Linked DNA regions of Lactuca sativa: region 1 is linked to region 2. A link is a contact called in public Hi-C data. All regions are on one chromosome and are shown on one strand. The core of a region is the stretch at or near the end of the contact, and the rest is flanking DNA. Distances in the headings are between cores, read along the strand shown. Region 1 holds the start of LOC111914359 (glycosyltransferase BC10). Region 2 holds the start of LOC111914360 (probable galactinol--sucrose galactosyltransferase 5).

Region 1 (3,996 bases), core at 1,478-3,977, 510 kb after region 2:
CCATGAAGTGTGAGTCAAACTCCTCCTTGTAATTTCTCCTTCAAGTCCTTTATGCTAAATTTATTTATAGAAAAATATATATAAATATATAATTAAAAAAAAAAATCATAATCCGTCCTATATTAACATAATGGTTTTGTTTTTTATTGCATAACTTAAACTTACAGCAAGGAATGTTGCCACATAATGTTCATCGGGTATGCAATTATGCTCCTTTGAATTGTCAACCGGCTTCAAAAGAAATAAAAATAATTAAATAAATCAACCAATCAAATAAATTAATAAATAAATAACAGAAATAAAATATATATACTCACAGTAGGACGATCACGCCAAAACTCTGGGAGTGATTTCCTCTGTATACAAGAAAGAAAATTTTAAAAATCATCATGATTAATTTAATCAAACAAACTACTTTCATTTATTTCTATTATAAGCTATAGCATTGTAATTTTTTTATTTGTATTAAGTTATTGTACTTTAAAAAAATCTTTCCAATTATAACATTGTATAATGTTTTCAATGAAAGTATGTTGCTATTTTTAGCATTTAACACCACTTACTTGACAATGTTGTTGAAACATAGGAAAAACTACATCATCCTTTACAATCATCTCTGCATGCTTTCTTGTTAGAATCACCCACTGAAGGCATAAAAAAAAGTTACTTAAAAAGGAAATTAATTAAACATCAAGTGGAGTTGTTTTGTTAAAAATAGTATTTAACTATTTATTACCTGAGATCCTTTCCTCCAATGATTAACAGGAATCACAGGATCCATCTTAGGATTATATCTTCCCTCCTTTGTATCAGCAAAACTTTTCAAAAAAAATTTATGAGTAAAATTTTCAATGTTATAAATTATAAAAGTTATAATCAAATATTTTTTAACGATTACCTGTCAACAAAGCTAGTTGATGTTGACATGATGTAATCATATGTGTAGCTGAAGTTGTATAAAGGAATGCAACTGAAACAAGATTAAGAAAAGTATAGAAAACATGAAGCCTTTGATATGTAATTGGGTTCTTTAAGTTGTTTAAAAAGATTATATTTTTTTTTACCTATCAGAAAGGAAAGCAAATCGTTCATTAGAAGGATCCATGAGTGCATGTTGAAGTAGAATAATCTCTGCTTGTATCATACTTGCTTCTCCCCAATATATCTACAAACACATGTATACTTTGAAGCCTTTCAAACCCTTAAATTAATTGTTACATTAACAAGAAATTGAGGAAGAAGAAGAAGAAGAAGAACCTGTATGCTATTATTGATTTGGCGATTTAAAAAGTAATTGGATCTTGTTGTTAATCTGTTAAGTAGGAAACCAGGTCTTGAATGGACGTAAATTGAAAACCGATTTTCATTCTCTCCCTACAAATTAGGGAAATTTTCTTGAGTGTAAGAACATAACATTTGTATAATTGTATCCTAATTCCCTATAATACCCTTCGAGAATGATTGAATGAATATCATGGATCATGAGAGATTAACATTAATGGTTGTTATGAATCGATTATTTGTATAAATAGGTAATTTAGCTTGAAAATTGACAAAAATAAATCCGAATTTGGTCCAATTGGGATAAAGTCTACTATCGATATTCCAAAAATAGAAAGTTTATATGCAATTCACTGAAGTTTTTCAACCTATTGCAGATACAGACTCATAAATGCCACAGTTGCAGATACAAACAGATTCATAAACAACAATAAGACAAAATTGTCAAAATCTAAGAGCAAAATGGCGCAATACCTCTGTTCGTAAAGAACAGGTGTCTTTTTTTGTTCATGGAAGTAAATTTGTGAAATTTTATAATTCAAAGAGATAAACATTCATTTAATTTCATTACATACAACTATTAATAGAGTTCAGAATTTTCTCAGGTAATAATTGTCTGCAAAACTCAGAAATTTTAATCTCGAACAAAAGGAGTAAGTGGGTGAATTACAGAGCATGTGATTTTCAAATTGAAGATAGAGCTACATTCTTACATGAATGAAGAAATGTAGTTAATCGAGATGTTAATAATTAACGTACCTGAAAGAATTCATCCCAGACTAGGTCTAGCGGAAGCCGATTTCGTGCTAGGAACAAGAACGCAATTTTAGGTTTTTGAACGAACAGAGGAAAGATCGAAGAAGCACCAATTCGACTGTACTGTGCCTCCATTAACAAAAACGTGGAGAAACAAAATCCCACTAAAAGCAGTGCAAAGATCTTCGTCTTCCATTTATGCCGTATCAATAACTTAGGCGAAATTGGCTTCCGCTTCATTGAACAACAGCAATAGCTTCAACAACTCAACTCTCAGTCAATCAACGTCCTTCTCCCACCATTTCAAACTTCAAGCCACCAAAAATATCTACGCACTCACTTTCAGTCTCCAAGTAATGAACTTTTTCTCGAGATTCCGAAATTCAACCAAGATCAAGATCTAGGACTACAAGCTCTCCAATTGGGCAAGTTGAAATCCGTGGAAAACTGCACCAATGGCGGCAGAAATGAAGATCGTGAAATCTAGCAAAAAGCTCGTGAGTTGAGCGTCAGCGAGTCGTTGAGATGGAATATTGGAGACGCTAGTGGACCTTATTGAAGACCACCACCAGACGCCATCAATGGAAACCAACCAAGCTCATGGGCGTTGGGTTCGTGACCCGTCTTAATCGAGCGAACCGAAATCGCTTTTAACTTAAAAAGAACAAAGACCTTGTGGGTATTGTCAGGGTACTTTTAGGTATAAGTGTTTGATTAAATTATAAACTTATTTAATATCATATCATTAAATATTTTAGAGTAAAATGCAAATTTGATCCCCATGGTTTACGATTTTATATGGATTGGGTCCCTGAACTTTCAAATTTTGCATAGGACATCCTAATCAACAGGTTTCATAATGGATTTAATCCCTGTAAGACTTGAAATATCTATTTTACCCTTTTAATTTTTCTTCTCCTATTATTTTTAATTCTTTTATCTTTTTTATTTTTAAAAATAAAAATAAAATTCCCCCTCCCCCAAACTTCACGTCTTCATTTTCCTCATTTAGCCTCTACAGAAAAATAACACCAGCACCAAACCACCGGTCACCCCCTATTACCACCTTAACTGCACCATGCATCTCCCATCTCTCCCAGTCTTTCGGTATCCTCGCTTCCTTTGTTATCCTCAACAACCACCACCTATCGACAAAATTTCTTATTTATGTCTCAATCCTTCTATAACCGATGTGTGAATTCATCTTTAATAATCGAATCATGTTTTGGTATTCATAAAACAAAACCCAGGTGACCAACATCAGAACTGTGTACAATCAACACCAAAAATCATATATATACTTAATTGAAATTGGAATTGTACTCAAAAAAAACAAAAAGTCATACCTATACTAATTAGACATGTACTTATCAAAAATCAAAATTCGATTTGAACAGTTATAAAAATTAGGCATGTCCGCAATCAAAACCAAAATACAGGCTTGTAATCAAAATAAAATAAAAAAGCAGACCAGTAACCAAACTAAACACATATAACCAGACATGTAACCTAAAAGCAAACCGGGAAACTATGGAGAATGATTGATTTTCACGTCTTTGGGAAGATACTCATATGATTAACTTTATCATCTACGATGAAAATAGCGTGAATGACTTTAGATGTACAGATATGATCTGATCTGGTCGATATAACTCTGATTTCTAGGTTTTTGTTAAACGAAGTAGAAGGGTGAATAGTGTTTGTCACTGAAAGTATTTATCATCGGATGTGTTTATCATTGGAGCTGAAAGAGAGGGGAATCACAGGAGAAGTTTTTGTTGAACACAATTGAAGGGAGAAGACCTTCGATAACGATGTGTGAGAAAAGGAAGAAGAGCTTTGCCTACTCGAGTAGAGGTGTTGATGGTGGCCACCAATTTGGTGGGTGGAGGACAATGAATTCACCGGTGATGTGTTGTTGATTTAGGTTTTATGATGGATAAAAAGAATTGAGGGATG
Region 2 (3,849 bases), core at 703-3,202:
CTGAAATAGCCCTAGAAGCCGCATGAAACTCGGCACATGGGTGAGTTGATTGAAACATGTCCCAATCCGGTTGTATGAAATTTCCCATCCACAAACTATTATAAGCACAATGCACCATGTGACACCCTTGTAACCAATATGTACCATTAGGGTCGCCGGATGGATCAGTGCACCAAAAATCGTCACCTATTAAAATGTTTTAAGTCAATAAGTATGACACAAGTCGTTATTATAATTATTATTAAACAGTGTAAATGAAAATGTGAACAACATACCAACACGACCAAGTGCAATGGCTTCGGTGCCTAGGAACATGAAGTCGTTACAATGCTCCATACTTGCAATTACCCCATTGCCCTTGAAGTGGTTCTTCACCGAAGATGTCAATGCTTTGAAGTATGCCTTTGCTAGCTCTACTCTTCCACCGTAATCCTCACTTAACATCTCCAATAACTATGGGTAAAATCAGGTAAACAATATTCATATCAAATATTTTAAATTATCTCGACATAAGAAAAATGATTTTTTTTTATAATATGGTTAATTAGAAAAATATTGTAAAACTTACATATTTATCCTTTATAGTGTATATGTTGGTTGATATGAGAAAATACTTTTCAACGAAAAATTAAAACAAAATATAATAAAATGGTAGGAAGAAACATACATGGATGACGTCAACTTTGACTCCATCAATGCCGACAGATGCCAAGTGAGAGTGTAGACCTTCGTACAGCTCATTAACTTTCTCCGGTGGGACCAACCCAACTCCGTTATTAACGATTTTATCAACGGCTAGATCTTCCATCGTCTTCTTGAGTCCAGGCGATAACATGGGTTGCACCACACTAGATTCTGGAAGCCCAGGGGTATTGGGCCTTACACCACCCCAATATCCACAAAGAGCATGCCACACATAAACATAATCTACACTTTTAAAGTCTTCCTTTAAATCTCTAACAAAGGCCCCCATGCCTGTGTTAGGGTTTTCTGGTTTCGGACTCTTATAGTCCCGAAACTTATAATTTTCTACAAATTTAGTCAGTCTGCAGGGCATTTGCTCCCCTGCAGCTGTTCGGTTCATACCTTCAGAATCAACTGGATCGTCGTCGTGACTAATGGATTGCCACCCGTCATCAAGCAAAACGAGCCCAGGTGGGCACCCACCTTCGACAAGGGCTTTCACACCTTCGAAGACACCTTGAGGTTCCACGGTTAGATAAAACGCGTCCCATGTACACCATCCAAACTTGTCGACAATGCCAGGTGGCGTCTTATCCTCTAATAGCTTAAACGTACCAAGATGCTCTTGAACAACTCTCATTGCTTTTTTAACAAGGGCATAGGGGTCATACCATGCTTCCATGTAAATGACACTTTTGAAAGAAGTGTCAGATACTTTTGTGGACCCACTCTCCACACAAACATCAACCAAATCGTCATTTCCGGGCTGGATAGAAGCCCGGAAAGGACCTTCCAGTATTGGAAGTATAAAAACATACGGACGACCAGAGTCAGACTTCTCAAGCATGACCATCTGTGTCTCCTGCTCGAGGTCTCGACCGTTTGAACCAACCCAGTGAGTAGACCACCAGACTTTAAACCGGAAAATACTCATGAACCGAATGCCACTAAGCTTCCCAATTGGAACCACGTGTCGGCTATTCGATTCGGAAGCATCAAAACCAACAAAACAACCATTTGAAGCTGTATAACAAGTAGTAATATTCGATGGGACGTCAGATAAAATGACATGGTCGTTAGCCATGAAATTTGATCCAACCAGTTTCACCATAGGCGTAGGATGAACATCATCCAACATGTCGGTATCATCGGATTCAATCTTGAATAAAGTAGGTGTCATTTAGATGAAATTTGGGAAAACTAAGATAGGATTTGAAGAGGGTGTATTTGTAGGAAAGTGAATGGATCTGTGTTATAATTCAATGTGGATGTTGGTGGTGGTTAGTGGGGAATTTATAGGGGAATTGCTGTGCATACGGGGCAGGTTCCAGAGAAGGTCCACATGGTCGGTAAGATTGTTTCTATTTTTATTTATGTTTATTTTACTTCATACGTTAATAATATATTTGAGCAATTTATTTAAAATATAAAAGCTTAGTCAAAAGTTCAAAAATATTTCCATGATACGTGTCACGACGTATCTATACAGATGTAAGTTCGATTTTCTCATTTATGAATGCATCAATTTATTTATTATGTTTGATGTTTGATTTATAACGAAAAAAATGGATGAATAGAATGATATATTTAAAGAAATATGACAAATAAATATAACGTGTTCAAAATGATGAAGATAGTTGTTCAAAATGTATTTTTAATATTTTTTTTTGCTTTATTCAAGAAAAAGATTACTACGGTAACAAAGTATTGTAAAAATAGACTCGGATATCAAGATTTACTCCGCCAGATCCAAATATCATAGCTAAAAGACAACCAACATGTTGATCATAAACATCTACAAATTTAAAGATTAGACTAGGATATTTTCATGTTGATCAAGTCTACGGACATGATAGCACAATATATTTATTTAAGACAAAACTGTGTTCCTGTATATATATTTTTTCAGAATTTAGTCTAAACTATTATATTTTTGGATTTATCGTCTTTTTAAGTTAGTTTATGTGTGGTTTTGATTTCTTAGACAAATGAAAAGACTAAAATGTTCTTTGATATATTTTGATATATTTTTCTATTTAATTTAATGTTTTATTAATAATAATATAGGAGGGGGTTTGGTGTTGTTGTCGTTGTAGGTAGTGAGAGACTTTTGCCTCTTGAACAGGTGTTACGAAGGTTTTTTTGAAGGGGATCTTCAGTATCACGAAGTCCCTCAAGTGGAGACGCTACCGGATCCAGCCAAAGTTGGCCCGGTTTTTAAGGGCGATGTCCCTCCTATCGAGGCAGGGGTCAAGGCTGCTTCTCCGATCAGGGGAACAAGTGTGGCTAGCGGTCAAGTCGTCTCCCAACGTTGGTCTGCTGCTGTGGATTCTACTCTTGAGGAGGATATCGGTGGCAATATTATTGACCGACGTTTATGTCGGAAACGCAATATCGATCCTCTGCTCGCTAAGTCACTCATTGTTATTGAGATTGCTTATGGTGATGACCCGCAAGCAATGGAGACGGCAGGTTTGCGTCGGATGGTGAGTCCTTCGTCTTTGAGTGCTCTTGGTGTGTATCTCCCAGGGTGGAACCTTACGTTAGATTCCCTTTTATTGGAACAGGGTCCCGCCCGTGAGTGGTGTCGACATGCGTTTCCTTCGGCTACCCTGTAGCCCTCGAGGCTCTTTCTTATTCTCACATGGCGAACGATCTTCAATATGTCATAGCTCAGGTTGCTCCTTACTTGGTGGCGGCTGCTGGTCGTCTTCGTTACATAGGGGCCGATTTAGCGGAGTTGGCTGCTATTAATTCAGAGCATGACGAGCTTGCAAAGAAGGTTTGGCTTATCGAAGAGGAGCAACGCAAGTTTGATGAACGCTACCTCGTGCTTTCTGAGGAGAAGATTGATGTAGAAGCTCAAGTGGCGACTCTGGATGGGGAGGTTAGTCTCTTATCCCAGCAGGTCCAGAATTTGGTCTCGAAGAAAGAAGCACTGGCGGAGCATTTGGCACTACCAGAAGATTAGTTCGCCGCTTAGGTCTCGAGGAGGAAATTCTTGGAGGCTGATTTAGCTTGGGTTCTTCAGAAGGGGGTGGTTCGTGTGGTGGACCATGTTGTCGAGAGTAGCGAGTTCGCGCTTGGGATTCATTGTGTGAAAGCCGTGTGTGTGATTGCTGGTGTAGAGAGAGGGAAGTGGATGACATGAGTGTGGTCGGATGA

Evidence for each region. Hi-C and Micro-C count contacts between places; a contact is called where the count stands out from the background.
Region 1: a Hi-C map of leaf shows a contact between it and region 2, with 6 times the contacts expected there. The contact joins the promoter of LOC111914359 here to the promoter of LOC111914360 in region 2. A contact is called at or near these places in 3 of 4 Hi-C or Micro-C datasets (bud, leaf and seed).

The regions. Positions count from the first base shown.
Region 1 is chr3:184,139,317-184,143,312 of Lsat_Salinas_v11, forward strand. It overlaps LOC111914359 (glycosyltransferase BC10), which reads right to left and starts at 2,728. Exons shown (of 11, transcript XM_023910114.3): 1 at 2,041-2,728; 2 at 1,258-1,374; 3 at 1,065-1,165; 4 at 899-970; 5 at 737-818; 6 at 564-644; 7 at 318-356; 8 at 166-231; 9 at 1-54. The coding sequence starts at 2,277.
Region 2 is chr3:183,633,271-183,637,119 of Lsat_Salinas_v11, forward strand. LOC111914360 (probable galactinol--sucrose galactosyltransferase 5) reads right to left here and starts at 1,953. Exons shown (of 4, transcript XM_023910115.2): 1 at 668-1,953; 2 at 276-453; 3 at 1-186. The coding sequence starts at 1,864. It overlaps LOC111914361, which reads left to right and starts at 1,915. Exons shown (of 2, transcript XM_042898754.2): 1 at 1,915-2,033; 2 at 2,781-3,849. The coding sequence starts at 1,926. The coding sequence ends at 3,302.